Regions from separate parts of the Mus musculus genome. Here regions 1, 2, 3, 4 and 6 are each linked to region 5. Evidence: chromatin contacts called from public Hi-C, HiChIP or PLAC-seq, Micro-C and promoter capture Hi-C data. All regions are on one chromosome and are shown on one strand. Each heading gives the region's core, a stretch centred on a gene start, on an enhancer-like site or on the middle of the called end of the contact. The rest is flanking DNA. Distances are from core to core; before and after follow the strand shown.

What was found. Promoter capture Hi-C pulls out the DNA fragments that hold promoters and counts their contacts. Hi-C and Micro-C count contacts between places; a contact is called where the count stands out from the background. HiChIP or PLAC-seq counts read pairs in DNA pulled down with a chosen protein or histone mark. Capture Hi-C pulls out chosen DNA fragments and counts their contacts.
Region 1: a Hi-C map of cortical neurons shows a contact between it and region 5, with 4 times the contacts expected there. The contact joins the enhancer-like site here to the promoter of Bola3 in region 5. A contact is called at or near these places in 9 of 484 Hi-C or Micro-C datasets (the G1E-ER4 cell line, the N1E-115 cell line, cerebellum and 5 more).
Region 2: a contact with region 5 is called in a Micro-C map of embryonic stem cells, with 3 times the contacts expected there. The contact joins the promoter of Pcgf1 here to the promoter of Bola3 in region 5. A contact is called at or near these places in 7 of 39 promoter capture datasets (the 3T3-L1 cell line, the C10 cell line, the HPC-7 cell line and 3 more), 1 of 484 Hi-C or Micro-C datasets (embryonic stem cells) and 3 of 9 other capture datasets (adipose tissue, liver and pancreatic islet).
Region 3: a contact with region 5 is called in an H3K27ac HiChIP or PLAC-seq map of embryonic stem cells, with 5 read pairs. The contact joins the promoter of Dok1 here to the promoter of Bola3 in region 5. A contact is called at or near these places in 3 of 39 promoter capture datasets (the C10 cell line, hematopoietic stem and progenitor cells and hippocampal neurons), 1 of 484 Hi-C or Micro-C datasets (embryonic stem cells), 3 of 115 datasets of contacts at active chromatin or transcription factors (bone marrow-derived macrophages and embryonic stem cells) and 3 of 9 other capture datasets (adipose tissue, liver and pancreatic islet).
Region 4: a promoter capture Hi-C map of embryonic stem cells shows a contact between it and region 5, with 4 times the contacts expected there. The contact joins the promoter of Tex261 here to the promoter of Bola3 in region 5. A contact is called at or near these places in 2 of 39 promoter capture datasets (both in embryonic stem cells), 5 of 484 Hi-C or Micro-C datasets (the G1E-ER4 cell line and embryonic stem cells), 9 of 115 datasets of contacts at active chromatin or transcription factors (the 230-238 cell line, bone marrow-derived macrophages, embryonic stem cells and 4 more) and 3 of 9 other capture datasets (adipose tissue, embryonic stem cells and liver).
Region 6: a contact with region 5 is called in a promoter capture Hi-C map of pancreatic islet. The contact joins the promoter of Nagk here to the promoter of Bola3 in region 5. A contact is called at or near these places in 1 of 39 promoter capture datasets (embryonic stem cells), 2 of 484 Hi-C or Micro-C datasets (LSK cells and embryonic stem cells), 5 of 115 datasets of contacts at active chromatin or transcription factors (embryonic stem cells, forebrain, memory CD8 T cells and 1 more) and 4 of 9 other capture datasets (adipose tissue, embryonic stem cells, liver and 1 more).

What each region holds. Positions count from the first base shown.
Region 1 is chr6:82,996,570-82,999,377 of GRCm38.p6, reverse strand. All of the region lies in intron 4 of M1ap (meiosis 1 associated protein), which reads right to left. Among named protein-coding and RNA genes, the nearest start is that of Gm32644, 25 kb to the left of the region's middle. Within about 2 kb of position 1,502, at least 234 of the 459 cell types and tissues checked have an H3K27ac peak or open chromatin away from gene starts, as enhancers often do. A contact at or near this core is called in the G1E-ER4 cell line, the N1E-115 cell line, cerebral cortex and 3 more, where this site is marked.
Region 2 is chr6:83,077,091-83,079,790 of GRCm38.p6, reverse strand. It overlaps Pcgf1 (polycomb group ring finger 1), which reads right to left and starts at 1,401. Exons shown (of 9, transcript NM_197992.1): 1 at 1,313-1,401; 2 at 791-896; 3 at 523-675; 4 at 286-357; 5 at 46-151. The coding sequence starts at 1,369.
Region 3 is chr6:83,032,207-83,035,130 of GRCm38.p6, reverse strand. Dok1 (docking protein 1) reads left to right here and starts at 1,660. Exons shown (of 5, transcript NM_010070.4): 1 at 1,660-1,760; 2 at 2,065-2,364; 3 at 2,503-2,596; 4 at 2,716-2,900. The coding sequence starts at 1,701. It overlaps Loxl3 (lysyl oxidase-like 3), which reads right to left and starts at 926. Exons shown (of 14, transcript NM_013586.5): 1 at 842-926.
Region 4 is chr6:83,774,134-83,777,079 of GRCm38.p6, reverse strand. Tex261 (testis expressed gene 261) reads left to right here and starts at 1,268. Exons shown (of 6, transcript NM_009357.2): 1 at 1,268-1,426; 2 at 1,983-2,062. The coding sequence starts at 1,357. Gm52907 (predicted gene, 52907) reads right to left here and starts at 1,145. Exons shown (of 2, transcript NR_168047.1): 1 at 854-1,145.
Region 5 is chr6:83,348,146-83,350,845 of GRCm38.p6, reverse strand. Bola3 (bolA-like 3 (E. coli)) reads right to left here and starts at 1,370. Exons shown (of 4, transcript NM_175277.5): 1 at 1,292-1,370. The coding sequence starts at 1,345.
Region 6 is chr6:83,793,690-83,796,389 of GRCm38.p6, reverse strand. It overlaps Nagk (N-acetylglucosamine kinase), which reads right to left and starts at 1,333. Exons shown (of 10, transcript NM_019542.2): 1 at 1,108-1,333. The coding sequence starts at 1,136. It also overlaps the pseudogene LOC665004.

The sequences.
Region 1 (2,808 bases), core at 253-2,752, 350 kb after region 5:
CATGGAATGGCGAGGCCAAGGAAAAGTAGTTCTGCTGAGAAGAAGGGGATGAAGCTGGGTGTGGTGGCCCATGCTTTACCCAGCATGCAGGAGGCAGAGGTAGGTGGATCTCTGTAAGTTCAAAGCCAGCCTATTTTACACTGAGACTTCCAAGTCAGCCAGAGAAACACAGTGAAACTGTATCTTTTAAAGAAAGGTCAAAGAAAGAAATGAAGGAGAATTTTTTTTTTAACAGCAAATATGCTAAAGCTAGACCAGAAGATAAGCGTGACGCTATGCACGAGGGGGGCGTGCAGGCCTCAAGGTTTTGCTGTAGCTTTGCTGATGGTTTCGTCACGGCTTAGAGGACGGGTAGGGAGAAAACTCATCAGAAATGGAACACTAAGAGAGGAAGCAACAAAGATTCAGGTTCCTAGATGTGTCCCAGCGGCAGAGATGTGGATGTCACCTCTGTTCTTGTGGATTACCGCAGTGACAATTCCCTCTCTAAAATGTTCGGCTTTTCCATTAGTTCTGAGGTTGGGAAGCGACATGTCTGAGGGTGCAGGCAAAAAAAAAAAAAAAAAAAAAAAAAAAAAAAAAAAAAACGACTCTGAGGAACGGGTTCTTGAACGCAGCACGTGTTGTACAATGGAGAACGCCCTGCCTTGTTCTCCAGATGAGTCAGGCAGGCAGTCTTCTCAGCACTGTCCATTGTTAGTGTTTCTAACTTTTTAAAAGTTTATTTCATGTATTTTTGTGTGTATAGGTGTTTTTTGCCTACGTGCACGTGTGGGGGACCATGTGTGTGTGGTGTTCACAGAGGCCAGAAGATGGCAGTAGATTTCCTGGAACTGGAGTTACAGGTGGCTGTGAGCCACCTTGTGAGTGCTGGGAATTGTTGGCACTCAAACCCGGGTCCTCCAGGAGAGCAGCCAGTGCTTGTCACTGTGGAGCCATCTTTCCAGCCTTCATTTCTCACCTCCTAACTCACACACTCTGGGGGAGAGTAACAGCAGAGTTTTCTTGTTTGAAGAGATTCTCGTGTCATCCCCACAGAGGTGCTGGGCTTCAGGTTGGAACCTTGATTCTGCTGTCTCAGAAGAAATGGCATCCTTTCAGGGACAAGCACTGGCTGCTCCTCCTAAGGGCTCAGGTTGAATTCTATTGTCACCTCCTCGTGGAGCCATCACTCTTCAGAGACTCCGCCTTCCTCTTCCTCTGTGATGGTCCAGGGCGCTCCTCCCCATTGCCCCCGTTGACACCCTGGTTTTTCAAGATCCAGTTCAAATGCCACCTGTACCTGTCCTGACCCACCCTTCATGTGTAGGTGATGATGGCGAGGCAGATAGCTCATTGTATAGTTTGTGTTGTCACACATTTGATCTTCCCCATTTAAGTGCAGGCTTCTTTTCATGTCCATCCTGCCCCATCCCCCAGCTGGGGCCTTGGCAGAGGCCTGTCACTCCCATTGCTTTTCCTGTGACCCTTCTGCTTCAGCTAAGTTAGTCTCCTTGTCACGTGACTTCCTTCCTTCCTTAGGGCTTTTATTACTCTGTTAATCCGAGGCCTTGCACCTCCTCCAGCCTTTGACTCAGAACGTTGTCCAGGAGCTGTGCTCATATGATCTTTCCTTGTCTGCTTTAATTAGTAACGGAGGGGTGCTTGTGAGCTTCATTGTGCAGTATTAATCATACTTGTTAATTTATTTCTGTTGAAGGCTTTATTTCCCCGAGTTTTTGAAAGGCAGTGTGATTTAGTAGCAAGATCAGGACTTGAGCTGTGCCTGGGATGTTGTTAGTTGTGTGTTTTTGGGAGCAGCAGGGACACTAGAACCTATTTCCTAGTTATCATAACACACTACAGTGTACGTTGTTTAAGAACAGCATGCAGTAGGTCAGCCACTGCCTTCATCCTCCCGTTCCTCTTCCATTTCTTTATCTTTCCCTCCCTTTCTTGCTGTCACTCTGACATGAAACAGGGTCTCACATGGTCCAGCTTGGTCTCAAACTCATTATATAGACAAGGATGACCTTGCCCTTCTCATCTTCCTGTCTCCACTTCTCAAGTTGTGGGGATGATGAGGGTTGGCATTCACCACCACACCATAGTTTATGTGGTGCTGAGGGTCAAACCCAGGGCTTCATGCATGTAAGGCAAGCATGCTAGTAACTGTGCCACACGCCCGGCCCTTCTACTCTTCCCTACTCTCATGGGCAGAAAAAAAAAGGTACTTTCCTTTTTCTTCAAACTGTGTTTTGCTAGGTCATCCTCCTTGGCTTCTGCTTTCCTCTGGGTTAGAACAGCAGCGCCCACTGCAGCATTGCTCACAAACATAACTAAATGTGCTAAACGGGAGAGCTGGGAAGGAGATATTGTTCTTCTTAGATAATACTGAAGCATAGCTCCTCCCAGAAAGCAAGGCATTACGCATCTGATGAAACAGGCCCCTTGACGCGGTGCCGCTCGAAACTACAGCTAACCATTGGAACAACCTTGCCTGAGTCCCTGTAAGCCATAGGAGGTGGCATCCACAGTCTATGTGTGGACTTATTCTGCCCCCTAGTGGCCACAGCAGTGACAGCCTTCACTTGGATTTATTATGAACTGCCACGTGGGTGCTGGAGGAAGTGTTTCGCTGGGAATGGGCTTGAAGAGCTTAAGGACTGACCCGACAGCCAGCTTGCTCTTCTTTTCTTTGTGTTTGTGGCTGAAGCTCTCGGCTTCCTGCTCCTGCCGGCATGCCTGCTGCCATGCTATTCCTCACCATTGTAAACTCAGCCCCCTGTGCACCATAAGCCCAAACAAACTTTCTTCTCTAAGTTGCTT
Region 2 (2,700 bases), core at 152-2,651, 270 kb after region 5:
GTCACCAGTAGTATCACTTCACGCAACCTCTGACCTGCCCCTCACCTCAGCCGCTCCAGGCATAGGCTCAGCTGTTCATCATATCGATAATAGTGGGCTTTAGAGTGGTCAAAACTGCTGAAGGGGAGGCCAAGGTTGCTCAGGGCTGGCTCTGAGGAAAAGTAGATATTGAGGAGGCTGGTACAGGTTCCATACCCTCTTCTCCCCAGAGAGCAAAACCAGGCAAAAGAGATGCTCTGAGGGCTTTAATTGCCCCCCTCCCCCAAATGAGCACCAAGGACATACCTTCACCACTGGGCTGGGAGACTCTGTCTAAGCCTCGGGACTGATAGAATTCCCGAATCCGTTTCTCTTCACCTAAGGAGGGGTGAAGGGCAGCCATATTAATTCTCTTTGTTTTGGCTGTTGACCTCTTTATCTTTGTATTTTTTTGATTCCCAACAAAACTGTTGGGAACAAAACGTCAAGGTGCCACCCAGCATTAGAGTCAGGAGGCCCCACAAATATAAGGTGGCCACTCACTGTCTTGCAAGCCTGGCACTAGCTTATACACTATGTCCTGCATGACCCGATCCAGTTTGAGATTGAGCAACGGCTGCGTCTCGTGGATCTTGATGTTGCACATGGGGCAGTACTTGCTGGTTTGCAGGTACTTCACGATACAACTTTTGCAGACTGTAAGAGGAGAAACGAAGATGCTCAGGTCCCTTGGGAACCCGACACATGGGACAGGCAGCACAGAGGCTGGCAGCCAGCTTGGAAGAGGAGAGACAGGATCCGGGACACTCACAGGTGTGGAGACACTCTGTGATGGTGGTGGCATCCACGAAGTAGCCCGCGCACAGGCAGCAAACGATGTGTTCATTCAGGTCTTTGATCTTCACCCGGACCTCCTCCTGTGGACACACCCTCAGTCACTCCCCACTGGTCTTGCAAGCCCACCCCATCTCACCTTCTGCAATTCCCAGCAACAGAGCAGTTTGTTATTGGACTGGGTCGTCTGGCCCCCGAGAAGAGACGGGGGAGTGAGCTCCCCCTTCGCCCAGCAGAGGGCTCCGCGCACAGCGGGTGCTCTCTTTTCGCGGACCCGCCTGACTCTCTTTTTTCCCTCGGGAGACCAGACGCTGTCGGAGACACAACGCGCAAGCGTCCAAGTCCAGCGTTTGGCAACTCGGCCAGAATCGCGCGTGCGTATCGCGCACCCCGTGGCTGCGCAAGCGCACTGGGCGCCCATCCCGCCGCCACCCGTCCTCTCCTTCGTTTGGGTTCACACAGCTAACGGACCCCAGCAGTCATCCCGCTGCCCCTGCACCTCGTTCCGTAGTGGGTCCATCTTGTACACTGACTGGAGCTGGTTCCGAAGCCTCATCGCGATCGCAATCTGGCCCCCCTGAGGAGACGCCATCTTAAAGGCTGATCCCAGCCCGCCACTTCCGGTACCGCCTGCGGGGCGGGACTTGTCTCCTAGCAACGAGGGCCTCACATTCTCCGGATTGGCTAGTTTTCCGGCACACCCCGCCCTCGCCCCCTCTTTAGCTCCCCGTGTGCTCACCTGAGCCCGCTGCCCCCCCAACAATCGGTGGTCGTTATGGAGGGGGGTTGAGTGAAGCAGGGTCTCTGCGGTGCACGCTCCCACGGGCGTCCTTCCAACGGCGCGCACACAACCTCTGGATCAACTTCGGTAGCTTGTGCTAAGAGAGCCTGTGTGCCCTGGGACCCCGAAGCCGGGCTATCGCCCGCCGCTACAGCTCCGGAGTGTGGGAGTCCTGGGACCCGACCTCGCCTCCGACCCGGGGTCCTCTCTATACAGTGCAGTCCTGCTCCGCTGCGGCGTCCGCGTTGCGGAGCTGCGTCCCAGCCGCGGGCCTTCTCCCGTCTGCGCCGCGGGAGTTTTTTCCGGGCTCGCGAAGTCTGGGAGAGGGTGCCCTGGGCGGGGTGGAGAGGGAGAGACCCCCCGGGGAACCGGGAGCTCTTACTCCCCACTCTCTCCCTGCTGCCGAGGATGGGGAGAATAGGCCCTGGCTAATGATGATGATTTAATCATCGGCGCCTGCGGAGGCCTGGGACAGACTAATGCAGAGCAGATGCCGAAGGAGGAGGGGAGGATTGACAGCGAGGAGACTTGGGCAGCGAGTGCCTGCAGTAGCATAGGCCCGGGCCCGCACTTGGGGAGGACACAGGGGTTCCCGGGTCTGGTACACTGTCATCACTGGGTCCCTACGGCGGAATTTTAAAAGAATAAATTTACTCTGAAGCGTTATTAGCATCGAGTACAACTGGAGATTCGAGTGAGAGGGGAGAGACTGGCGGAAACTTGAAAGGCTCTCTGGAGAAAATTGGGACTCTTGTGTGGGCATGATTGACAAATGGATGCACGAGAGGTATAAATGTGATGGAAATAGAAAAAAAAGGCAGTGTGAAGAGGAACGACCAAAGAAACAGGTGTGGATTGAGAGCCCCAATGGAAGGAATGGGGTCTAAAAGAACTGGAATAATTAGGTTGAAGGTAACAGGAACCTCACAGAAAGGAGTGTATGTCTGTTACCCCATAAGTGGTAGTACATAAGCGTCAGGAAAGTATTAAAGACTTGTTAATCGACTACATACAGCTATGGTTTACCTTCCTGGCCCAGGCCACCTAGTCACCTCTGAGCCACTGCAGGTCTTGACTGCTTGCCCATGTCTATATCGTTCCCTCTT
Region 3 (2,924 bases), core at 411-2,910, 320 kb after region 5:
AGACTGTGGGAACGAAGGGGAAAAAACAGAAAGGCACGGGGTGAGAGACACATTGAATATGGATAGATGGTTTTAATCAAACCAAAAAAACCAAAGCACAGAGTAATGGGGAATGACACAGAGAGGCAAAAACCATGAGGAGAGGGAATAAAAGCCAAGGTGCAGGCACAGGAGAAATGACAGCAAGACCCATGCAGTTAGACAGACAGATGGCATCACAGGCAAGGGGAGCCTGGGAGCCCAGCCCTGGAAATCTCAGCACTATGAATGAGAAGACTCTTCAGTTTCCTATGGGGGCAGATGCCCATGCAGGAAGGGCCGAGGCTAACCGGAGTAGGAGAACCTTCTGCCACCCTCCCTAGCACATGGGCTGGCAAATATGCTGCAGGGTCAGGGACTCCAGGAGACCTAGGCTTCAAGCTGGGCAGGGTTTGGTATGGAGTTATCCAAGCTCCCTGGAACACCTCTTTTTCTGTCACTGGGCAACCAGAAGCTAGGGCTAGCTCCCCAGCTCAGGCCTTCTCTATCCGAGGCTGAAAACAGTCCTCCACAGTAAGGGGGGCCCTCCATTGCTTCCCCCAACTCAGACAAGACAGCTTTGTTCTGGGGGCATTTGGCTCCGAAGCCCTGGTGTTCAGCGTAGGGCCTGCAAATTGCACCCTGAAGCCTCCATCCCCAACAGTTTGCTCAGCTTTCCACTCTTCTGTTTCGCTCCTTGACCAATAATAAAACTGTCAGTTGGTTGGCTTTCCCGACTCCATCCCAAATCAGCGTTTCTCCTGGTCCACCATCCTCTCCATCCCCAACTCCTCTTCCCGCTGGCCAGCAGTAACTCCCCTACCTTCGACTAGGCACAACTCCAGAGGCTGGAAGCAGAGTCCTGGTCCTGGAGATTACTTTCAGGACTTCTCAGAAAAAAAGTGTTCGGCCAGGGGAGACTGGACCCCCCCTTCCTCTCCCCTCTTCGTTGGTCCCTCCCACGTCCCCTAGAGCCCTCCCACATTCCGCTTTCTCCCTCCATTCCGGCCAGGCCAGTTCCCTCCTCTAGATCTTCCCCTCCCCTGTGGAGCTGGCTGCAGCCACGCCACCCCCTCCCACTCCTCCCGGCTCAATGAAGCTTTCTTTTCCCGCAGGTTGGAGGCCCGGCAGCCGTATTCAGGGTGCTTGACTTGCAAACGGTTTCGGGACAGCAGGACGGCCCCTGTGGCAACGGGAAGCTTTCCAGCCCGTAGCCGTTCCTCCACATCCCCAACTAGACAGAGTATCAACAACAGTCCAGTCCAATTCCCGGGCTGGGCCATGAGAAAAGGTCCCACAAAGAAAACTATTGTCCCGATGGCTCCCTTGGTCATTATGGCGCCCCCGAGGTGCCTGCAGGTGATGTCACGGCCTTCACTCTGATGTCACGTTAAACATATGTCGTCACTCTCAGCTTCCACCCCCCAGGCACTAGGGCCCCTGGTTGGTGATCACCGCTTCCCTGAGTGGTGCCACTGTGTGCACCACTAAAGATAAAGGCTTTAGTGAGCTCTCCCTGAGTTCTTCCTGATGGCTCGTTTTCCTCCAAGCCCTCCGCTCCCCCATCACCGCCGCAGGGGCCGGGGAGGGGCGGGCACGCCTCCGGCACCCTGCAGCCTCGCCCCGCCCCGCCCCGCCCCCAGCCCTCCGGGCCAGGAAGCGCGGAAGGAATCGCCTGGGCCATGGACGGGGCTGTGATGGAGGGTCCGCTTTTTCTGCAGAGTCAGCGCTTCGGGACCAAGGTAGTTTGTTTGTGGCGTGGGGGATGGCGAAACCCCTCTGGACTAGAAGTGGGTGAAAGAATCCAGAAAGAGGGAAGGGGCCGGAAGAAGGTCGGAACGGCGCGCGGGCAATTGTAGATCCCCAAGACGTTCCCTTAAAAGTCTCGGGCTGTGCCCTCCTTGGTGCGGTCTTGGGATGCCATTATCTTTGGGAAAGTAGCTCAGCCTGGGAAGCCCCAGACTCAGATCGGCCTTCATGGGTCTCTTCTTCCTTGTGGGGCGCGTGCTACCACCGCGCACTCTCGAGTCTTTCGTTCTTTCCCAGAGGTGGAGGAAAACTTGGGCTGTGCTTTACCCAGCCAGTCCTCACGGCGTGGCGCGGCTGGAATTCTTTGATCACAAGGGGTCGAGCTCTAGAGGGGGTCGAGGCGGCTCTCGCCGTCTAGACTGCAAGATGATACGCCTGGCTGAATGTGTGAGCGTGGTGCCGGTGACTGTGGAGAGTCCCCCTGAGCCCGGCGCTGTTGCCTTCCGCCTGGACACCGCACAGCGCTCGCACCTGCTGGCGGCGGACGCCGTATCCAGCACCGCCTGGGTGCAGACTTTATGCAGAACCGCCTTTCCGGTGAGTGACTGGGGGTGGGCATCTCTGGGCTTAAGGGACACTGCGAGGATGGAGCTATTATAGAGGCACTGGACTTCTTGCACCTACCCTAGACCCAAGAGAATTATATATAATTCTTCCATGTTCCCTTTTCTGCAGAAAGGCGGCTGGGCTTTGGCGCAGACGGAGAACCAACCTAAGTTTTCTGCCTTGGAGATGCTGGAGAATTCGCTGTACAGCCCCACCTGGGAAGGTAGATGTCTGGCAGGAATGGAGTGGGTTGAAGAGGTGCCCTTGGGGAGCTAGTGATTGGAGTCAACCGAGTCCCTAACTTGCCCCAGCGCTCCTTCTCCTTCGTATGTGTTCTTCCAGGATCCCAGTTCTGGGTAACCTCGCAGAAGACCGAGGCTTCTGAACGCTGCGGCTTGCAAGGCTCCTACATACTGAGGGTGGAAGCTGAGAAGCTGACTCTCCTGACTTTGGGTGCGCAGAGTCAAATCCTGGAGCCGCTCCTTTTCTGGCCCTACACTCTGTTGCGTCGCTATGGCCGGGACAAGGTGCATGGGGCTGTCTGGGAGGAT
Region 4 (2,946 bases), core at 19-2,518, 430 kb before region 5:
ATGTCAGCTGCCCACATACCTGTCTCTCTCTGCCAATTAGGAAGTCAGTTCCCAGGGAAGTCTTGGGAACTTAAACTTTACTTGACCCCTACTCAAAATGGAGGGGGGGTCTTATTTTAAATAGTTTCTTATATCTCTTATGTTGGGGTTCATCCCAGGGGCAGCTTATAACAGCAAATCCCATAAAAGCTTATAGTCAGGTGCAGAAAGTATTGTTGGATGGTCACTTCAGACCCAAACTTGCTGTGAGTAACCATGCAAAGCATTTCTATTTAGATTGGTTTCCCAGGGCACAGAACAAAACAGAATACATAACCAATCCTGGCATTAGAAAGTTTCCTAGTAACAGTAGAAACATGAGCAAGTTTCCTTATAATGGCAGGCTGGCCAGGTGACAGTTACCTAGGCCTTAATATTGTACCTAGTCCTTAACATATAATATCTACCATTCCAGCACTCAAAACTACTTAGTGTCACCAAGGCCAGCCTGGAGGCACATAAGGCTGTTTCAAAAAAAGAAAAGATCTTTGCATGATGTTTCTACACCTTTAATCCCAGGATTTGGGATAAAGCAGAGGCAGGCTGGTCTCTGTGAGTTCAAGGTTAGCCTGATTTACATAGCAGGTTGCAGGACTACATAGAGACCCTTAATCAAAACAGACAAAACCAAAACCAAAGTTATATTTTGCCCTAGTACGGAGACTCCACACATCTGAAACCCTACCAATTGAGAGCTGGAGATGGGAGAGTTGACAGTTCAAAGGCCAGCCTGAGCTATGAGACCCTCCCTTTCTGAAAATAACAAACAAAAAGTTTGTTTGAGATAAGAGGCTTGTTGGCACTCTGAGCTTACCTGTGTCAGCCACTAGGTGGTGCTCTCTCAGATGATTACCTGCGGTGTCGCAAGTACAGTCAGTGCTTAGCTGTTGCTTTAGTCCCCACGCAAAAGTGAAGACCTGCATTGCAAAAGACCTCAGCCTAGAGGGAGAGTTAAGGCTGAAGGTGACCATTTAAAGGCACCTGGGATTCCAGATTATGCGGCTTCCTAGTGTGTGACCTGAGAGAAGGGAATCTTCCTCTCCCAGAAAATTAGGATCCAAGGCTGTGCGGAGCAGGCTTGAGCCAGGATTGGTTCCAATCAATCTGGGCTCTGTGTAGGCGCTCCGTACCGGGTGCAGCGCGATTTCGATCCTCCGAGCCGGTTAGCGGCGCTCGCGGGCTTGGCGGGGGCGCAGGGGCCGCGGCGCTCCGCCCTGCTCCTCTCGGCGTCCTCTGGGCGGGGACAGCACGGCGGCGGCCGCTCAGTGTCGCGGGAGCCGGACCGCGCAGGCCCGTCCCGGCGGCCCGGGGGGCGCCATGTGGTTCATGTACGTGCTGAGCTGGCTGTCGCTGTTCATCCAGGTGGCATTCATCACTCTGGCCGTCGGTGAGAGCGCTGACCCGGGCCGCGCGCGCCCCGATGCCCCGAGCCGCCAACCGCTGCTGCTCTTTGCAGCTGGGCGCTGACGACCCCGAGCTGGTCCTACTGGACCTCTGCGGAACCTTCCGGTGGGGATGCTTGGTTCCCGAGACGCATCCTTGCTCTTGGAGCCCTGAGCTCCCTACTCAGCCTGTCCCCTCCAGCTGGGACAGGGGGAAGGCCCCTGTCTGTCTCACCCGGCTGTGTGCTAGTGTACAGCACCCGGCCTGTAAACTAAGTGTTCTGCAGGTGTTGATTGACGAGTGAAGTTTAAGGTTCCCGGAACAGAGGTTAACTTTATGCTGTGCGGTCAAATCCAATATTTCTACAGTTGTCTTGGCAAAGTTCTATCTACTTGTGCAGATGAGAAGGACATCCCAGGGGTGCTTTGGCTTGTTCCCGACTTCCTGGAGTCTGAGGAGGGTTGGTGGGGGACTACAGGATGAGCAGGCTGGTGGGAGTGTCCCTGGCTGATCTCTTCCTGTTTGTCCCCCTCCCTCTGGGACCCCCTTCTCCTACCCAGCGGCTGGACTGTACTACCTTGCAGAGCTGATAGAAGAGTACACGGTGGCCACCAGCCGAATCATCAAATACATGATCTGGGTAAGTGGCCGCTTTTCCCTGGAGTAGTCACCCAGGGCTTGTTTGCCCTACATCAGAAACAGGAAGTGGGGACTGTTTGAGCTGGGGCTGTTTTGGTGCTGAGAACCCAGGATCTGAGGGTGTCCCACTTGCTTCCCTGCCCTGCAGTCTGCACTCCTGGGTCCAGATCACCCCTGGCCCTCCAGCCTCAGGTGGCATAGTTTCACAACCTACTGCCATTCCTTAAGGTGACAGTGCAGATATTTCATTGATAGGTATTCATGGCTTCGCTTTCCTGTGTCTGTCTCACAGTGTCCACGGTCTCTAACACCAGGTCCCCAATCCCAGCCCAGGCTTAGAACTTATAGGGACAATAAGGACAGTTTGTAACGCTTAGTTAGCTATTGCCCTCTCTCCACTCAGTGTCATTTGTCCTAAGGGAGAATGTCCAGCCCTTTCTCTTCCCTCATGGAGGTTTCTTTTCCTGAAGACTTGGTCCCTGTCCCTGTTAGAGAGGCTGTGAGGAAGACTGAGGTGCGGGGGGGGGGGGGGGGGAGGATACCTTTGGACAGAAAAGTTCACCTTTCAGTCGCCTAAAGTCTGCAGCTACTTTCACTCTCAACGTAGCCTGGGGTTGTAGTTTGTGGTAAAGACAGGGCTACAGCCAGCTCATTGGCTCAGTCTGTGGGTGTGGTTGGGATAGCAATTAGACCTTTCATCACCGACAACCGAAGCCTTTCTCAGACTGCCTGCTGGATTCATCACTGAGTTACGTAATTGATTCAGTAGATCATGCTTAGCATTCAAGGAAGCTATGAAATGGGACATGGGGGTACAGGCATGCATGCGGCCTTCGGTTAGATCCTCAGCTCCAGCTCCAAAAACAGTGCTAACAGTAAAAACGA
Region 5 (2,700 bases), core at 121-2,620:
ACACCTGGCTTCTGTTCTTAAATTTTTATTTTTAACTATGTGTATGTGCGTGTGTAAGAGTGTGTGCACATGGATGCAAGATCTTCAGAGGTTGGATGAGGGAGGGTATCAGAGCCCAGGACCTAGGGTTACAGACAGCTGTGAGTGGACTGACATGGATGCTGGAAACTGAACTGGGATCCTCTGCAAAATCAGGGAGCGCCCTTATCCACCATCTCACAAGGGTCCTAGGGTCACTCAGCCCATCCTTGTGATCCCTTTACCAACTGTGCCATCTCCCCAGCTCTCTCATTAGCCAATCTTAAAGGACAAGATGGAGTCTGTCCCTCTAGAGCAGCATCCCAGAGCTGATCCTCAGGCAGGTCCTCTGAAGCAGCGAATGAGCAGGTGAGAGGCATGGTCACTGGACATTAGGCCAAGATGCCTAAGAGATGGCTGAGATGCGGGCCAGGGGAAAGGTCTGGAGTTAGATGGTCTGTGTGCCGCACAAAGGAACGAAACCACGAGGCTGTGAGCCTGGACACATCTGCAAGGTTTGCCAGTGGGATTGCTCCTGAGATAGAAGCATAGCTGGAAGAACGGGATGGCAATGTAAAATCACTAAGAGCTGCAGAGTCCTCAAAGGAGGCGATCATCTTAGCACACCTATCCAGACTGACAAAAATCACACATGAACTGCCCTGGGCGTCCGTGCAGCAACAAAACTCCTCATGTTGAGTGATAGATTCAAGACCAGCAGGCAAATAAGGAGAGGTGGATGGGGGTAAAGCTAATGATGAGACTGTAAAGGGGAGAAAGAATGGGCTCTGTGGCTTACTTTATTCCAGGAGTTAGGAGGGATGTCATAAGTTCTAAGCCAGCCAGGGCTATAATTCGAGAAGCGGTCTCAAAAACCAACAGGGGTTGGACGAATTAGGAGAGCTCGCCCTGTGCTGGGCTTCTACTCTAGCCGGCAGGCTACAGAGAGTCAAGGTCAGAGGCCTGGTAAGCATACAATTGTAGGGTACAAGCTCGTCCCGAGTGCCCAGGACCAAAGCCAGGACTCGGGGCTATGACACCTATGTTTTCCTGTACATAAGGCAGCCTTTCCCAGGGTCTCTGTACTGTGACTGGTTATGGAACTGTCTCCCGATCCGCCTAAGTCCAGTAGCCCCCAGCACACCCGGTGCGATGCAGAGGGCAGGAGTGAATGAATGAGAACAAGGAAGGACCTCGGCCCTGCCCCGGGTCCCCAGCCTGACAACAGCCGCCCGAGCTCCCCCGCAGCTCCGCCCGAGCCCCGCCGGCTCACCCCGCGGCTCCCGCGCAGCAGAGGCGCAGCGGCCGCCGGGCCCCATGCCGCCATGCCCGGCGACGCAGCCCGAGGTCACGGTGCAGCCGGAAAGACGCGGGCACTGTGTCCAGAGTCGCCGCCCAGGCCGAGCCCGCCCCCTGCCGTCCGGAGGCCGCACCCGCACCACGGTCGCCACCCGGAACCGGCCGCACCTGCAAACATGGGCGTTCCCCGTCCTGCCTTGGCCTGGCTGCCACTGCAGGGTCCCCTAAATACCCCAGGTCGCACTCCTCCGCAGCCAGAACCCTGGGGTGCACAGAACAGGTTGCCCTCACCCCGAACATCCCAGTCAGTGCTCTGGGAAACTGGCTTCTTTCCTGATTGGAGTTGCTGTGAAAGTCTCAAGCCACCGGAGTCTTGTGTTCTAGAAAGGGCGGAGACTTTGTGAGGGGGCTGAAATTGGAGAGGGCAGACTGCTGCAATGGCCACTTGCCTGGGGATAGGGTTTGGCGGGGTATTCCAGGAGGGGTGGGAGTGGACATTTGTTTTGGATTTCTCTAAGTTCCAGGAGACACAAGTCACCACAGGCATAGTACGGCACCTCTAATCCCAGGGTTGTTTTGTGTTCAAAACCAGTCAGGGCTAAGGTGAGTGCCAGGCCGACTTTAGTTTTTAGTTCCTATCTCAAAACTAAAATGTGGTAGCTAATGCCAGCACTGGAGAAGCAATGGCAGGTCAGCCAGGGCTACACAGTGAGACCCTGTCTCAAAATCAAGCAAACAGAAAAATAAACCCTCCAGAAAAGGTAGGATTGGGAGTGCACTCCACGAGGGCTGAGTAACCACCAACCAAACCTAACTGGTTTACAGTGGGAGAATAAAAGCCCAAGTTCCATTAAGTCCTTGGCTTCTGCAGTAGTAACTGTTTACAGCCTCACATCTGGTGTAGCCTGCAAGAACTGTCCGCCTTTCGTCACTGCACCTGTGCCTATGCAGTCCGTAGCTATTGTGTGGCTTGGACCTAGAGTTGTTCTTTAAAGTGACCAATTAAAGTAGGCTTATTTATAGGCCCAGCATGGTGGCCCACACCTTTAATCCCAGCACTCAGGAGGCAGAGGCAGGTGGATCTCTGTTAGTTCAAGGCAGCAGGTTCAAGGGCAGTAAGGACCACATAGAGAAACCCTGTCTCGAAGCTAAACAAAGTGTTCATCCCTCCCAATGTTGAGTGACTCCTGTTACTAGCCCTCATCTCCAGATTACTTGATAGGCTTGATTCCTTAAACTTTATGGTTAGTGTAACTGGGAATAATTTATTAGCTGTTAAGTTTCCTCTTTTATGCCAAGAACACAATCAAAACTGTTTAAAATGTTTTCCAGCTGTATAGTGGTCCCTCTTTGCTACTCAAAGCACATGATCACATGAGCAGA
Region 6 (2,700 bases), core at 84-2,583, 450 kb before region 5:
GCCTTCAGCAACTAAGCCCTCCTGAGTTAAATCCCTGGGGTAAGTGGTACTTTAGAAGAAGGGTGATACGTGTAGGAGGATGTCCTACTGACCAATACTTTTTGTTGTTGTTGTTTTGTTTTGTTTTGTTTTTTTGTTTTTCAAGACAGGGTTTTTCTGTGTAGCCCTGGCTGTCCTGGAACTCACTGTGTAGACCAGGCTGTCCTCGAACTCAGAAATCTGCCTGCCTCTGCCTCCCAAGTGCTGGGATTAAAGGCGTGCGCCACCACCGCCCGGCTCTGACCAATACTTCTTGTAATAGACAATAAAGACTCGATCCAACTCAAAGAGTAGTACATCAAGAGTACATCCGAAGGGATATTAATGCATGAGACAGTAGATTAAAAATCCAAATTAATTTCTTGACAAACTGGGAAAAATAAGTTCTACCTTCCATATGAATATAACAAGGCTAAGTGCAAACTCCTACGCTGTGCTGAGGGTTTTTCCTTGTAAGGTATCATAAATAAAGCCAGGGGTCATCCGCTTTCGCAATTCACGGGAAGAGACTTCCGGGTAAATCAGCAGCAAGCAGCTAGGATACCAAATCTTCCTATCAGGTCCTGATTTGACACACCCAGTTCCACAAAATGCTTGTCACGCGCAGGGGACCGGATAAACCACCATCTTGCTCACTCTTGTCCTTGCCTTACGTCTCACCCAAAGCCATGCTTAGTAGAGCTACTTCCCAAAGTCAAGCAGACCAGCTTCTAAGCAGGAGAATATAGGAACCAAGGGCGTTCGGGGCCGACAGCAGTGGAGGGTCCGGAGCACCAAGATAAGACAGTGCTCTGGTGACAGCTGCTTAACTCCCGGGTTCCCTTGTGCATGAATCTCAGTCTCAGCTTCTGCCTCTTTCCCACGTCCACCCGCGACCGGCAACTTCCCACCTGACCCCCCAGCTCTGCACAACTCTCCAGGTTGACACAAGAGCCCTGTGGCAGAAAGGTGATGGCCGGGAGGGGCGTGGTCGCACCGTGGAGCACAAAGGCACCGGGCATGGTGTGGGCCGCCGCCCCCTGACCCGCCGCTCCCGGACGGACAGCCTTCGGCCGATCCAGCGCTCACCCTTCCACGCCACCATAAAGCGCGGCCATACTACCGTTGCCACCGCTGGTCCGCCGTAGCAACCTCGACCCTAGCCGTGACTTCGCTCCCGCCCACACGGGCACCGCCCCTTGTCATGTGACTACGACGCGCTTGCGTAGGGTGTGGATGCTACGTCCTCTCTCGCCCCTGCTGTCGCCTCCCGCAGCTTTCCCCTCCGGTTTTTTCTAGCCCGCCGTTCAAGTGACTGCTTCGCGAGGAGGCGGCACCCCAGCTGAGGCTCCTGGGAGGGTGTGTGAGGGCTGCCAAGGGCCAGCCGGAAGTAGCTGGCAGACGCGCGCTAACTGTGGGGTGCGCACGCGCAGACGCTTTTGGAGGCAAGCTCAGAGTCTGGCGGATGTGTCTGAGGACCAGGGCGGGAGCCAACGTCCAGACCACCCCACCCTGGCTCATGAGCGCACACTCTACCTTGTGCTGAGTACGCTGAGCAGGTCTCAGTGAGGCCCCAGGCTGCTGTCAGCTGAGGTTTGTGCGGCGGTGAGGATAGAGCCCAGGGTTTCATGTGTGTCAGGCTAGCGCTCTACAAGTGATCTGAGTCCAACTCTGTTCTTTCTGGACTGTATCTCGTCTGTATAACCCAGACTGGCATGGAATGCAATGCTGGCTCAGCATGCTAAAAACTGGCACTCACAGACCATATTTCACCTTCTGGCCACCACCTGCTCAACTCTAAACTGTGCAGTGGAACTGGAGGAAGAGAGGAAGATACCGTTAGGTCCTGTAGAAGAGTGACTCCTGCGTGTTTCCTCAGGCTCCAGGTTGTTCCAGCCCTACTTAAGAGGCAGCTTCAATAGCCAGGAGGACTGTCTGCTGCTCTTGACATTTCTTTGAGACTTCAGATGGAGTCTCCTTGGGGCTAGCATGTCTCTGTCCAACCTCGGACCTCTGAGCCTGCCTCCTGTGGAGAAATCTTGAACTGGGATCCTCTTTCCCTGTCAGATAATTGGGTCCGGTTGTGTTTTGATGTAAACAGTTGGGAAGGTGGGCACACAGAGCCTCATATATCCCAAACTCACCTCAGACTCTGGCTGAGGATGACCTTAAACTCCTGATTCTCCTGCCCCACCTCCCAAGTGCTAGGATGTTTTGGTGTAGGCTTGCTTTCTAAGGTTCCAGAGTGAATGAATTCTTTACCTCCTTTCTTACCTATGTGACTCAGTAAAGCACCAAATAATTCAAGAATAGAAATAACATTATTGCCTGATAGAGAAACTAGAGGGAAGTGAGACATTACCATTCACAGTACTTCAGAGCTGGAAAATGCTTCCTCCAACAACATCTTTAGAATCAAAGATAATTCCATAGGATTCTGATTGAATGGAAGTTTTGGCAAGAGTGTGATGTTGTGGGTGAATTCTGATGGAAAAGTTCCCTTTAGCACTGGTGTAATGAGTCTTGGGATCCATTTGTGACAGCGCTGATGTGCTTTTGTTCTGTTGTTTGAATCTTTTTGTAATGAGATTGCAAGTCACCAGGACTGGCCCTACACTCCTGAGGTGTCTGAGGCTGTCCTTGAATCCCAGTCTTTCTGTCTCCACCCCCTAAATGCTCGGA